Linked DNA regions of Hordeum vulgare: region 1 is linked to region 2. Evidence: chromatin contacts called from public Hi-C data. All regions are on one chromosome and are shown on one strand. Each heading gives the region's core, a stretch centred on a gene start, on an enhancer-like site or on the middle of the called end of the contact. The rest is flanking DNA. Distances are from core to core; before and after follow the strand shown. Region 1 holds the start of LOC123444545 (alpha-mannosidase I MNS4). Region 2 holds the start of LOC123444542 (probable myosin-binding protein 6).

Region 1 (6,090 bases), core at 3,128-5,627, 420 kb before region 2:
ACCTTTCATCAGAAAAACCTGCCAATTGAGGGACTATTCATACGTGGGCTTTTAAAATGCCTTTGCTAAAAATGATACTAGTTTTAAAGACATGCATGTGATGACAAGATGATGCATATACTTTTCGCATACCGTTGGTTACCCCAAGTGGAAGGTTGAGATGTAGTCGGCAACAAGTTTTCCCTCACACTGGAACTGTAAGGTTTATCGAACTAGTAGGACTCCTAGAATCAACAAGTAGGTGTCTTCCACCCTGACGCTAGCAGAAGACGTGGACCTGCACACGCAACAAATAAATTTTCTCCCAACGAGTATAGAGAGGTGGTCAATCTCTCCTGCCTTGTAGTTTGCAAAGGATCAAAACACAAGCGGAAAAGTAATAATGATAGCAACGGAAAAGTAAATGAAAACGGTAAATGATAGAGGTGTAAAAAATGATGGTGATATGGACCGGACTCACATGATGTTCACTAGTGATGTATCTCTCCCAAAAGACGATAAACAACTATGCTTGGGTAAACAAATCACAGTTGCGCAATTGACAGAATTATGAACGCACCTCAATGCTAATTATGCTACTTGATAGTTAGAGGTTCAATAGTAATGGGCAGTACGCCAAGACAAGTAGACCGTTTATTCATTAGCATCTACTTACTAATCATCCACCTTGAGATATCTATCGAGAACATCTCGCCGGTATTAAGTTGCGAGCCCCACCCAAAGTGTAAACTCAAAGCAACGGACAACTGCATTAACGAACTATGCGTAAGGTAAACAATCCTTGCAACCGTGGTCACAAGCACCGTTGTTTTCTCCCTGGTGGCAACAACACATCCCCTAGTCTCATGTTTCTGTCACTCAAGCTAGACATCGAGGGGCATGAACCCACAATCATGCATAACACTCCCTCTTGGAGTTACAATCAATTACTCGGCCAAAGCAATAAATAGCAACGGAGAACATGCATGAATCACTAAGGAACATAATATAAAAGGATAATCAAATATATAACTCATAACAATCTGAACATAATCTTATAATCCATCGGATCCCAACAAACCGAGCATAGCAATAGCAAGAGAATTACATAGATGCCTTGATCATGTAGGGGAGCTCACAAGGACTAACCATTGGAGCACAAGATTGGAGGGAAGACATCACATAGCTACTGGTCATGGACTCATGGTCCAAGGAGGACTACTCACGACACGTCCAGGAAGCGTCCATGGCGGTGGAGAAGCTCCCGGAGGTCAATCCTCCCTCCGACAGGGTGTCGGGAAGAGGTCTCCTGACGCTCCCGATCTCGGAAGCGCTGCGGCGGCGGAACGATGGAGAACGTCGCGATTCTGGAAGTCGTCGAAGGGTTTCTTCTCGGGACTCTAAATATAGGCCAAAGGAGGGCACCGGAGGAGGTGGGACCCACCCAGGCGACCTCCTGGCGCGGCCTAGGGTCTGGCCGCGTTAGCAGGTCGCCTGGGAGGCCCCTGGCCCCCTCTGGCCCATCTTCGGTGATCCAGAAGCTTCTGTTTCGCTGATTTTTTTATATATTTTTTTGCTGGAATTTTTTGGGCTTCGGAAAATTGGGTAAAATCCCCTGCAAAATAGACATCAGCAGACAGAAACTGGCATTGGATGAACTGAGTTAGTAGGTTAGTCCAAATATGTGTAAAATGGTATAAAAGTGTAGCAAAACATATAACAATGTCACCCAAAAGATTATGGAACAAGCAAAAAATATAGATACGTTTGGGACGTATCAGCAGGTTACTGGAGCAGTCGAATCAGAGTTAGCTGAGCATGAGGGGAACTCACCTTGCAAGCCGATTACTATCGATATGTGGGGCAGCCGAAGACTGAACACACTAGCGTTGAAGTCTAGTTCGGGGGCTACTGAGGGAGTCCGGGATTCTGGGGTCCTCGAGCGGCTCGCTAGTCTATGCCGGGTTGGCCCATTGGGCCATGCTATTGAAGATCGAGTTGGGCCGTGCTATTGAAGATCGAGTCGTATGATGACCTCTACTCTGGAAGGGATGTTCCGAAGATTGACGTGTACTTCAAAGACTAGGTCGGCTCACCCACCCCCGATTATGGTTGGTAACTTGTAAACCCTAGGATCCCTGGTGTCTATATAAACTAGAGACCCCTATCCGTGTAGGGGAGGCTGAATCATCTAGGGTTTAGCATATACGACCTCAAGGTAGATCTACTCTGTAATCATCTTCATCAATACAATCAAGCATGACGTAGGGTATTACCTCCATAGGAGGGCCTGGACCTGGGTAAATTGTTGTCTCCCCTTTCTTCCTACAACCCATCGATCTAAGGTCCACAGTTCGGGACCCCCTACTCGATATCTGCCGGTTTTGACACCGATAGTCACTTCAGATTCTCCAATGCCTGTCGCGTGATCTTTTGTGGTATTTTTGTTCTTTTTAATAGTGGGCCGCGAACAAATTCCGCATGGCGCCACCGTATTTTGACAATTTCCTAAGCCAGTAACCTAACTCCTCGTATTTTATAGTTTCGTAGCAATGCACGTGCATTGTGCTAGTTTTTGCAAAGGTGTGGATCAAGCTGATAGGGCGAAAATCCGCTATATCTTCTGCACCGTCCTTCTTAGGAAGCAACACGAATACACTATATTCGCCGAGTTGAGCCGGTGCAGGTTGGACGCCTGCAAATTTGAAAAAGGATTGGATTGCCTTCATCACATCCACTTTGATAATATCCCAGCACGATGACTTGAAAAAGGCACCAGTGAATCCGTTGGGCCCGGGGGCCTTGTCCACAGGTAACTGAGAGATGGCAGCAAGAACCTCGTTCTCATTCAGAGTATTGCCGAGGATGGAAAGATCCACACCCTCGAGGTCTAGTGCATACCAGTTGAAATACTTTGTCCTTTTTGTGCTTTGTGAAAGATCTTCTTGAAATGGTCTTCTGTCGCCTTCATTTTTCCTTCGTGTGAGGTAACCCAACCATGGCCAACCTTTAGCCGGTGGATGAAGTTTTTTATTCTTCTCGCATTGACTCGAAGGTGGAAGAACTTGGTGTTGGCGTCGCCCTCATTCAAAATTTTCACCCAGACGCATTGCTTTTTTCTAACTCGAACCAGGGGGCCAACCCGATAACTCGCCTCTTCAGTCTAGATCGCAAGTTGGACTCTTATGGCGAGAGAGGTTTGTTATCTTGAGGGGTGTCAAGGTGAAGGATGATATGCAGTGCCATGTGAAGATGGATCTTGGCTGAGGAGAATAACCTCTTGCTCCAACATTTGAGCATGAAGGCTCTTTTGCGAAGCTTGTGGAATAAGACATGGCAAGTCTCAAGGTGTTCAGTAGGGACATCCGAAGCTTGTTGGAAAATTTGGTGGAACTCGGGCATAGAAAGCCATAAATTTTCAAAACGGAAGCTGCGCCGACTCGGGCATAGAAAGCCATAAATTTTCAAAACGGAAGCTGCGAGGGCGCTTAGGACCAACATCTTGCGACAACAGAAGCAGACAGTGATCCGAAAGGGAAGACGAAAGGGCATGGAGGATGTGATTGTCAAAGGTGATGTCTGAGTCGGAGTTACATGAAAAGGAGTCAAGCTTGCTCAAGATTGGGTCCTGACGCTCATTACTCGAGATGAAGCGGCGGTTGTGCAAGTGTATCTCCTTGAGCTTGCCTTCAGCGAGTGTGTCCCTAAATTTGTTGATCCTTCTCTTATCAAAGGTGGGTTTATTCTTATCTCCTACTCTTTAGATTTGGTTGAAATCGCGGGGATGCATTCTCCAACATAAGCATTGCGGTGTTTCACACTTCCTAACTTACCAGCAACACGAGAGTATGTAGGTCCTTCATTGCTTAGGGCGACGGTCATAACGAAACACACCCATATAGTACACCAATGTGGGCCTTTCAAGCCAACACTGATCACATCTAATTACAATTAATATTTTATCCAGTACTTTCTCTGTTCGAAAATACCTGTAACTCTATCAATATGTAATTAATATTATGTCAAATATCACATACATTGCACCCTCGCACTTACTACTCACTCCATTCATAAATATAAGTTTTTTCTAGAGATTTTTCTAAAGATTACATATAAATGTATCTAGATTTAATTTAGAGTATAAATTTATTCATCTTGCTTCATATATACTCGTTCTGTCTTAAAATAAGTGTCTCAACTTTGTACTAGCTCTACTACGGAGTTATATTAAATTTGAGACAATTATTTTGGGACGGAGGGAGTAGTTCATATTAAAATGAAATCTTTTAAAATACTTATATTTAGAGTAGTTGTATTTATTAGTATGTTTTTTTTTTCAGAACACGTCTCCTCGAGTCGTGTTTGTATCCTGGAGACGGAGTGTCCTGTCCTGGCAGTCCTATCTCCCTCCTCCCGGGCTCCCCCTCGTCTCTCGGGCCCGTCCCCAAACCCGAACATGATGCAGCCGATGCGGCTGCGGAGCCAAGGCCGGGGCTCCCCCCTCCTCTGCCTCTCCGCCGCCCTCCTCGCGGTCGCCCTGCTCCCCGGCGCCGCCGTCGCAGACGGCGTCACGCCTACCGAGGCGCTCCGGCTACGCGACGAGGTAGCCCGCCCCGTCCCTGCCTCAGATCCGCCACTCCTAGCCGCAGCCTGTCGTAGCTTAGTAGCTAGTTGCCTAGTTCCATGGTTCCATTACAGTTCGGCTTTCCCGAATGGTATCGTTTGCTTCAGTTCGGTTGCAAGCTGGTTTTGCAATCTGGAGCTAGGCTCCCCGGACTGATCAGCTTGCTTGGTTTGGCTAGTTAAATTTTTAGATTCATGGCTTTTGCCGAACCCGCGGTTTATTCCTGGAAAAAAATGTTAGATTCCTGGCTTCAGTCTTACCCACTGTTTATCCCAGGAGAATGTAGGAACTGACTTCCAAGAGTTCACTACTTGGGGCCACATTTGTGAGCTGTATCATACGACCACCACTTTTGGTCTTTTCATGCCTGATGTGAGATGCCAAAAGGCACTGTTAGTGTTCCTGTCAGGGCACATTTCTTCGATTCATGAATATTGCTGACACCTTTGGTGAAAGTTTCATATCCCCCCCTCCGGATCATTGTTCGATTGTGCTTGTGAGCATGTGTACTACTCAAGCTTACTTGAGTGAAAAAACAACTACAGCCACAGCTCAGTTTTAGATTTGGCATTCCCGAAACGCACCGGCACATGTTATTAGTTGTAAGATCGTGTTAACAGTGGTACCAATTATCTCGCAAAAATAAAATAAAAATAGTGGTACCAGTTGGGACTTGAAGCAATCGTCCCTCCACCCTATACCCCAGTTACGAAGGCATTTTTATGAGCATACCCGTTGGATTTTTATTGGACGAGATCATTTTCGGGCCTCAAGTTGCCTCAACTTTGTGGTGCTTTTGAGGTTGCCCTGTTTTGAGAAAAAGACTTCACTTTTTTTTTCTGAACCTTTTTAAATTTATCTTGTAACGAAGCATTTCTGGGTAAGGTTCTGAATATTTTGTGCCTTGTGCGAGGCACATTCTGGTGATGTTCTTGATGTTAGGATATGAGGTTATAATCAAATTATAGCTCGTTTTTTACCAGGTGCAGCTTAGGCCAGTTCAATTATCTGATTTATCCAAGAGGAATCCTTTGTGTCTTCCTCTGTACTCAACCAAGATAACATCACATATTAACTTGTTAACCAATCATGCTTGTAATACTTTCTTACCTTGGAAGGCAATAGTGGCAATAACTCGAGAGTCTCTAAATGGCATAAGAACAAGCTAGAATAGTTTTTACTGCCCTGTCTTGACCTAAAATTTGTTGAAATGCTAACAGACAGAAGTATATGTTTTTATGCAGGTGAAAGATATGTTTTATCATGCATTTGATGGGTACATGCAACATGCTTTTCCACTTGATGAACTGCGACCGTTGAGTTGTCAAGGGGAAGACTCCCTTGGTGGTTATGCACTTACTCTTGTAAGAAACTAACAAACTGGTTCCTCATGTGTTTTTCCTAACACCTGTTACTTAAGTGGATTGTCATCAATCACGAACAAACATTGTTGAACAGATCGACTCTTTGGATACTCTGGCTTTACT
Region 2 (5,534 bases), core at 1,785-4,284:
TGGCCTCCATGTCATTCAATGGTGAACCACCCTCTGCCCCAGGCCACCGATGATGATGAGGACCCTGAGTTTCAGCGTCAGATGCAAATGACCATCATTGTGTCTGTCTAGGAATGGCGCTTCGATGCATTCCTGCATGATGAGGATGAGCGTCGTCTCAGTGTGGGTGTGGAACAATCTATCGCATCTCTGGATGCCATCCACAACACGAGTAGGGATATGCAATGGCGGGAATGGAGGGAGAGTGCAACGAGGAAGCGGGTGAGGAAGAACTCGGATGCCAATGCAATGGGAAAAAAAGAGTTGGGAGCAGGACAAGAAGGCGGTGGAGCAGGCCGCCACATGCCTATGAGCCGCGTTGGAGGCTGGTGCAGGCCTTACATCTGTGGCAATAGATCTAGCCGTAGCAGTCATCTCGGCGGCCACGACGACCGTGAATGTAGCCCTTGCGAGAGCGACGACCGTCTGTGTCCAAATGGCCCACGCAGATGCCACGCCAGCTTCGTCGATGATGGTGGCTACCCAAGGGAATGTCGTCATGGCGAAGGTAGCTTCGTCGATGGTGTTAGACATAGCAAGAGGACACGCGGTCACTCTGGACGAGGTAGCCCCACCGGTCGCCGCCATGGAACCAATGGAGTTTATCGACTTGACGAGCTCCTGTGAAAACTCCTTTTGAGCCGAGGAAGGCCACGACGATAGTGGTGGCGCTGAGTTTGTATGCATCCATGGCGTAGTGAATATTTTGTACAATTCATCTACATGTAAATTAGCGAACAATTTGTAAATTAGTGAGCGTATGAACTAATGTCAACTTATCCGCTGCAAAATAAGATATTTTGTGGTGGAAATTAGCCAAATGTTTATGTCAATGTTTGTGGGCCATGTGAAAAATTAGCATGAATTTCACGTCTGCGTTAGAAATGACGATGTGTGATCAACCCACGTTGACAAATCTCAGAAAAAGCTACTCACCTTGTGCGATGCAAAAACTTGTGGTTTCACAGCATTTCGTCACAGCTCGCGTACAAACTTTATTATGTTTGGACCGTGCGTGATCTTGGCTGCTCTCACCCCGCTTCAGTTCCTTTACTCAAATTTTAATGGTTGCGGTATTCTCAACCGCCACCCCTCCCTCGTCTACCACCGACCCTATAGTAAAATTTCAGTTGCCGAGGCATTTGAACCGTCGCCATCTCTTGTCCACCATCATATCCACCCACCATTACTAAATGTTTTAGTAGCCGCAACATATCCGCAAAACACCACCCCCGCCACAGTCCACACCCCTCTCCCTTCTCCCCCACTTGAACCCTAGCTCGCCCCTGCTGCCGCCCTCCACCACCAACCTTAGCCAGTATGCATGTGCCTCCTAGTTACACAAGTTCAGGTTACCCACCGATCCACATACACCCTCGCTGCCCTAAGTTTTTCGACGAGGCGTGCGGTGTCCCTTTCCCCCTGATCCCCATCATGTACCCTAGAGAGTCGCGGCCTAAGCCCGACAACATATCCCGGGGAGAACGAGGAGCATACGAGCAAAGGCGCGAGGTGGCATCGTTTGTTCCAACCCATCGATCCCGGAGGAATACCTCGTCGTTAAAGCTGGTGAGGGAATTGACTACATTGTAATGTCGAAGGCTTCAAGTTTGCAGGCTCGTGTATTCCTGTATCTCAGGAGAGCTGGCAATGACATCAAGCTCATCAACATTGACATCTTCATTAAGGACATGTCACGGGTTAAGTGTTCCACCGGCAATGCCTCTAGTTCGACCATCGTCAGTCTCTTCATAGGCCCCGCCGCTGATCTCCTCTACCTCACAGTCAAGGATTTGCGATCCTTGTATGCCATCGAGCCCCTTTTGTCATTTTTTAAGGAAACATTCTATGGCGGTGGCTTGGGATCCTTAGCTGCAAAGTCAGATCTCATCGGCCAAGAGAAGGAAACCCACTACGGATGTCCTATGGGGAAGCATCCCATATGCAACTCCAGGGAGCGCATCCTAGGCACCACAAATTCCAAGTGGAAGGAGCCCATCCATGACAAGTGAGGCAACATAGGTAAAAAATCTAATATGACAAACTAATTAATAGGAGAGAGATGAGTATGGTGACCCAAAAAAAACAATGCTAAGCGTGTGAACCTAGGTAAAAAAACTAAATGAAAGAAATACACCAATGCATACATAACTTTAGTTGTAAAAGTATTAAATAAGGATGCAAAGGCCCTGTTTGTTTCACTGGGACTAGACTAAAAAAAGTCCTGTTTAGTCCGTGTGTAACCAAACGGGAGGGACTTTTTTTAAGGGACTAAAAAAAGACTCTACTGAAGGTACTTTTTTCTTTAGTCCGTGGGACTAGAAAAAGTCTAGTCCCTTGAGAAACAAACACCCCCCTTAGCTACAATAAGCTAAGCAACTATGCATCAGAGACTTTAGTTGTTAAACTATTTGACGTGTTTAGCACCTCATCTTAGCACCAATGTATTGGAAGTGGGTTCATCAAGGAAGATATAAGTTACTCTTCTCTAGACTCTATTTGACGTGTTTAGCCCCTCATCTTAGCACCAATGTATTGAAAGTGGGTTCATCAAGGAAGATATAAGTTACTCTTCTCTAGACTCTATTTGACGTGTTTAGCACCTCATCTTAGCACCAATGTATTGGAAGTGGGTTCATCAAGGAAGATATAAGTTACTCTTCTCTAGACTCTATTTGACGTGTTTAGCCCCTCATCTTAGCACCAATGTATTGAAAGTGGGTTCATCAAGGAAGATATAAGTTATTCTTCTCTAGACTCTAGCTTTGAAGATCATGGCGTGGACAGTCAGGCTCCCAATCAGTACCGCCATCATCCACTCCAGTCCATTATTGATATGATTCCTCCGTTCACATCGAGACGTCATTTTCCACGGGGCAGCCTAAACAACCCCCGTTAGCGCTAATCTACTCAGCAGCAGTGACCACTAGACCAACTAAAACCGAGGGACGGAAGAGCTCAACCACCGCAGGCCTTTCGGCCCTCGTCTGACTCTGACCGCCCCGCGTCGCTGTCCGGCCCGCTGAGGCCGGCTTTCTCCGTTTCGGCACGCCGCTCCGTCGTGGCCTCGCCACCGGCCACCGCCCACTTGCCCCCGCTTTCGGTTTTGGCTCGTTTCGGCGGTGGGGAGAATATATTTCCCTGCCACCTTTCCGCCTCATCATTTTCCTCCTCCTCCTGACGCTGCTCCGCTTAGCCACCCCCTTCCTTTTTGGCGCCTGCTCCGGCCATATATCGTCGCAGATCGGGATCTCTCGCGGCGTGCTGATTCTCGGCTTGGATCCAAAGGCGAGGTCCTAATCCTAACTCCGCTCCTCCTGTGATCTTGTTCTGTGGCTGACCCGTGATTTCAGCTTACTTTGCTTCTTGGCACAGTGTCTTTCAAGTTCAACCTGCAAGGAAGCAATTATGCTTACCATGTTGTTCCTTCTATTCTTAGTTTTAAGCTCGTGGCTCATTTGCTTGATTCTGTACACACCCTAGATTCCTACTAGTGATTTGACTATGGGGGATTTGGGAGTTGAGACGATAGCATTTCACCCGCAGCTTTGAGGGAAAGTGGGTATCACTGTTAGAATCGAATCCCATTATGCCAAGTGGTTTTCGTGGCCGGAATATGTTGTGTTGTTGGCCGAGTTCAGTTGCTTAGCTCTCAACAAGTTCCAGCTTACTACAGGGATCACTTGTCCTGCATAATTTGTTCTTGGTCTAGTGTATCTGCTATTGCCAATTAGCCACTGTGGTTGCCTAGTAAGTTGCTGCCCGACACTTGCTGCTATCAATTGCTTTTCCAACCTGGCATTCGGTCTCCCGCTCCAGCTAAGACTGGCTTTATGCTTCACCAAACCCACCCATATCGCTGCGATGACACTGCACACTGCCATCATTATTTCCTCCTTCATCTTCTCAATGATAAGGCCAAGGTTTTAATCGTACCGAATTCTGATGTCTCTAGGCTACAGGCTACAGCTTCAATGAAGTCTTGTTAATTGTATCACGAACCGGATTAACCGTAACACACAAGTAAAACTCAAACTTTGCTGGTTATTAACTTTGATTTGACTTCTTGTAGAGATCCTGCTTCAACACCAACCACCTCTGACCATCTAAACAGCGCGTTGAAGCGAAGATTCAAGTAATTCTGTCAGACAATGGGAACAAGGATGACAGTCCTGCGTCGACTGCCAGTCACACTGTCCTCCGCATTGCTCGAGTGGATCTTGATGCTTCTGCTGTTCATCGATGCAGTTTACTCCTTCCTCATCACCCGATTTGCCCGTCTCTGCAAACTACCGGTACCTTGTCCGTTCTGCTCGAGGCTAGATCATGTCCTCGGGAACGAGGAGCCGTGCTTCTACAGGGAATTGATCTGCAAAACTCACAAGTCAGAGATCTCATCCTTGGCCTTCTGCCGCCTCCACCAGAAACTTGCAGGCGCGGAAAGTATGTGTGATGGATGCAGCAGTAGCTCACTTGCTCCAAGAGTGACACCAAACAAGAATGATAACACAGATGAGCCTGCGGTGGATGCCGACATACTCGATAGTACTCAGGGGGGTGATGGTGTGCTACATTCTCCTCTTACTAGAATTTGTTCATGTTGTGCACAACATTTTGAACAGCGGAGTGTATCGCTGTTTTCTCAAAAGAGTGGAGAGCTCAAACCTCCTAACTCACCAAAGATTTGCACAGATTATTCTGTATCATGGCGACTGGACGAACCATTGAAAACCAAAGACATTTACCATCAGAGTGATCATACATCTCATGACAGATACAGTGCTCTACAGATGACATCTGACTCCGAGGTTGAGGTTCCTTGTGCTGATGATGGCAGAGATTCTCACCCTCATGAAGCCTTTGATATGGAAAAGAGAGACTTTCAGGAAGATGCAGTTTTTGAGATACCAGTTCTTCCACCCCCTGAGGTGGTCAAGCCATCGGAAATGAATGTTCAGGAAGAACAAAAAGTGACTGACTCCGGTAATGCATCTTCGGCAGATCCTGTTCCGAATTATGATCCTGGCAGTGTGATTAGTGGGAGTCAAATGGAAGCACAGGACATCTCGTCCAGAACACGAGCATCACAGCATGACCCTCTAATTGCCATTGAAGAGTTATCTTTAGAAGGTAAGATTCAATTTCCCGAACTTGGATAACTCCCCTTATTTTGGCATACCCTATAAATGCATGGATAATTGTGCAGATGCCACTGTTCCCCAAATTCCAGTTGCATCAGTTGATGAGTTACCTAAGATTCTTGGTGAAACTGAATCATGTCAGAGGACGAGTGACAGCATCATCGAACCATATACATCTCAATTCACAATACTCGAACAACACTATGCCGTTGCAGTGGACAAAAATATAAAAGGTATGGTGTCCTGATAATAACTCATAACCAAATGAATGACATTTTGTTTCTTATCATCAAACCATCATGACACAACCAATAATTGTTAATATGACCCAGAAGAAGCTCAGGAGGCAGAAAT

What was found. A called contact is a pair of places that touch in the nucleus more often than the background predicts.
Region 1: a Hi-C map of seedling shows a contact between it and region 2, with 4 times the contacts expected there. The contact joins the promoter of LOC123444545 here to the promoter of LOC123444542 in region 2. A contact is called at or near these places in 2 of 6 Hi-C or Micro-C datasets (leaf and seedling).

The regions. Positions count from the first base shown.
Region 1 is chr3H:507,237,205-507,243,294 of MorexV3_pseudomolecules_assembly, reverse strand. It overlaps LOC123444545 (alpha-mannosidase I MNS4), which reads left to right and starts at 4,377. Exons shown (of 17, transcript XM_045121304.1): 1 at 4,377-4,582; 2 at 5,848-5,967; 3 at 6,062-6,090. The coding sequence starts at 4,436.
Region 2 is chr3H:506,819,249-506,824,782 of MorexV3_pseudomolecules_assembly, reverse strand. It overlaps LOC123444542 (probable myosin-binding protein 6), which reads left to right and starts at 3,034. Exons shown (of 6, transcript XM_045121299.1): 1 at 3,034-3,332; 2 at 4,112-5,169; 3 at 5,246-5,413; 4 at 5,516-5,534. The coding sequence starts at 4,191.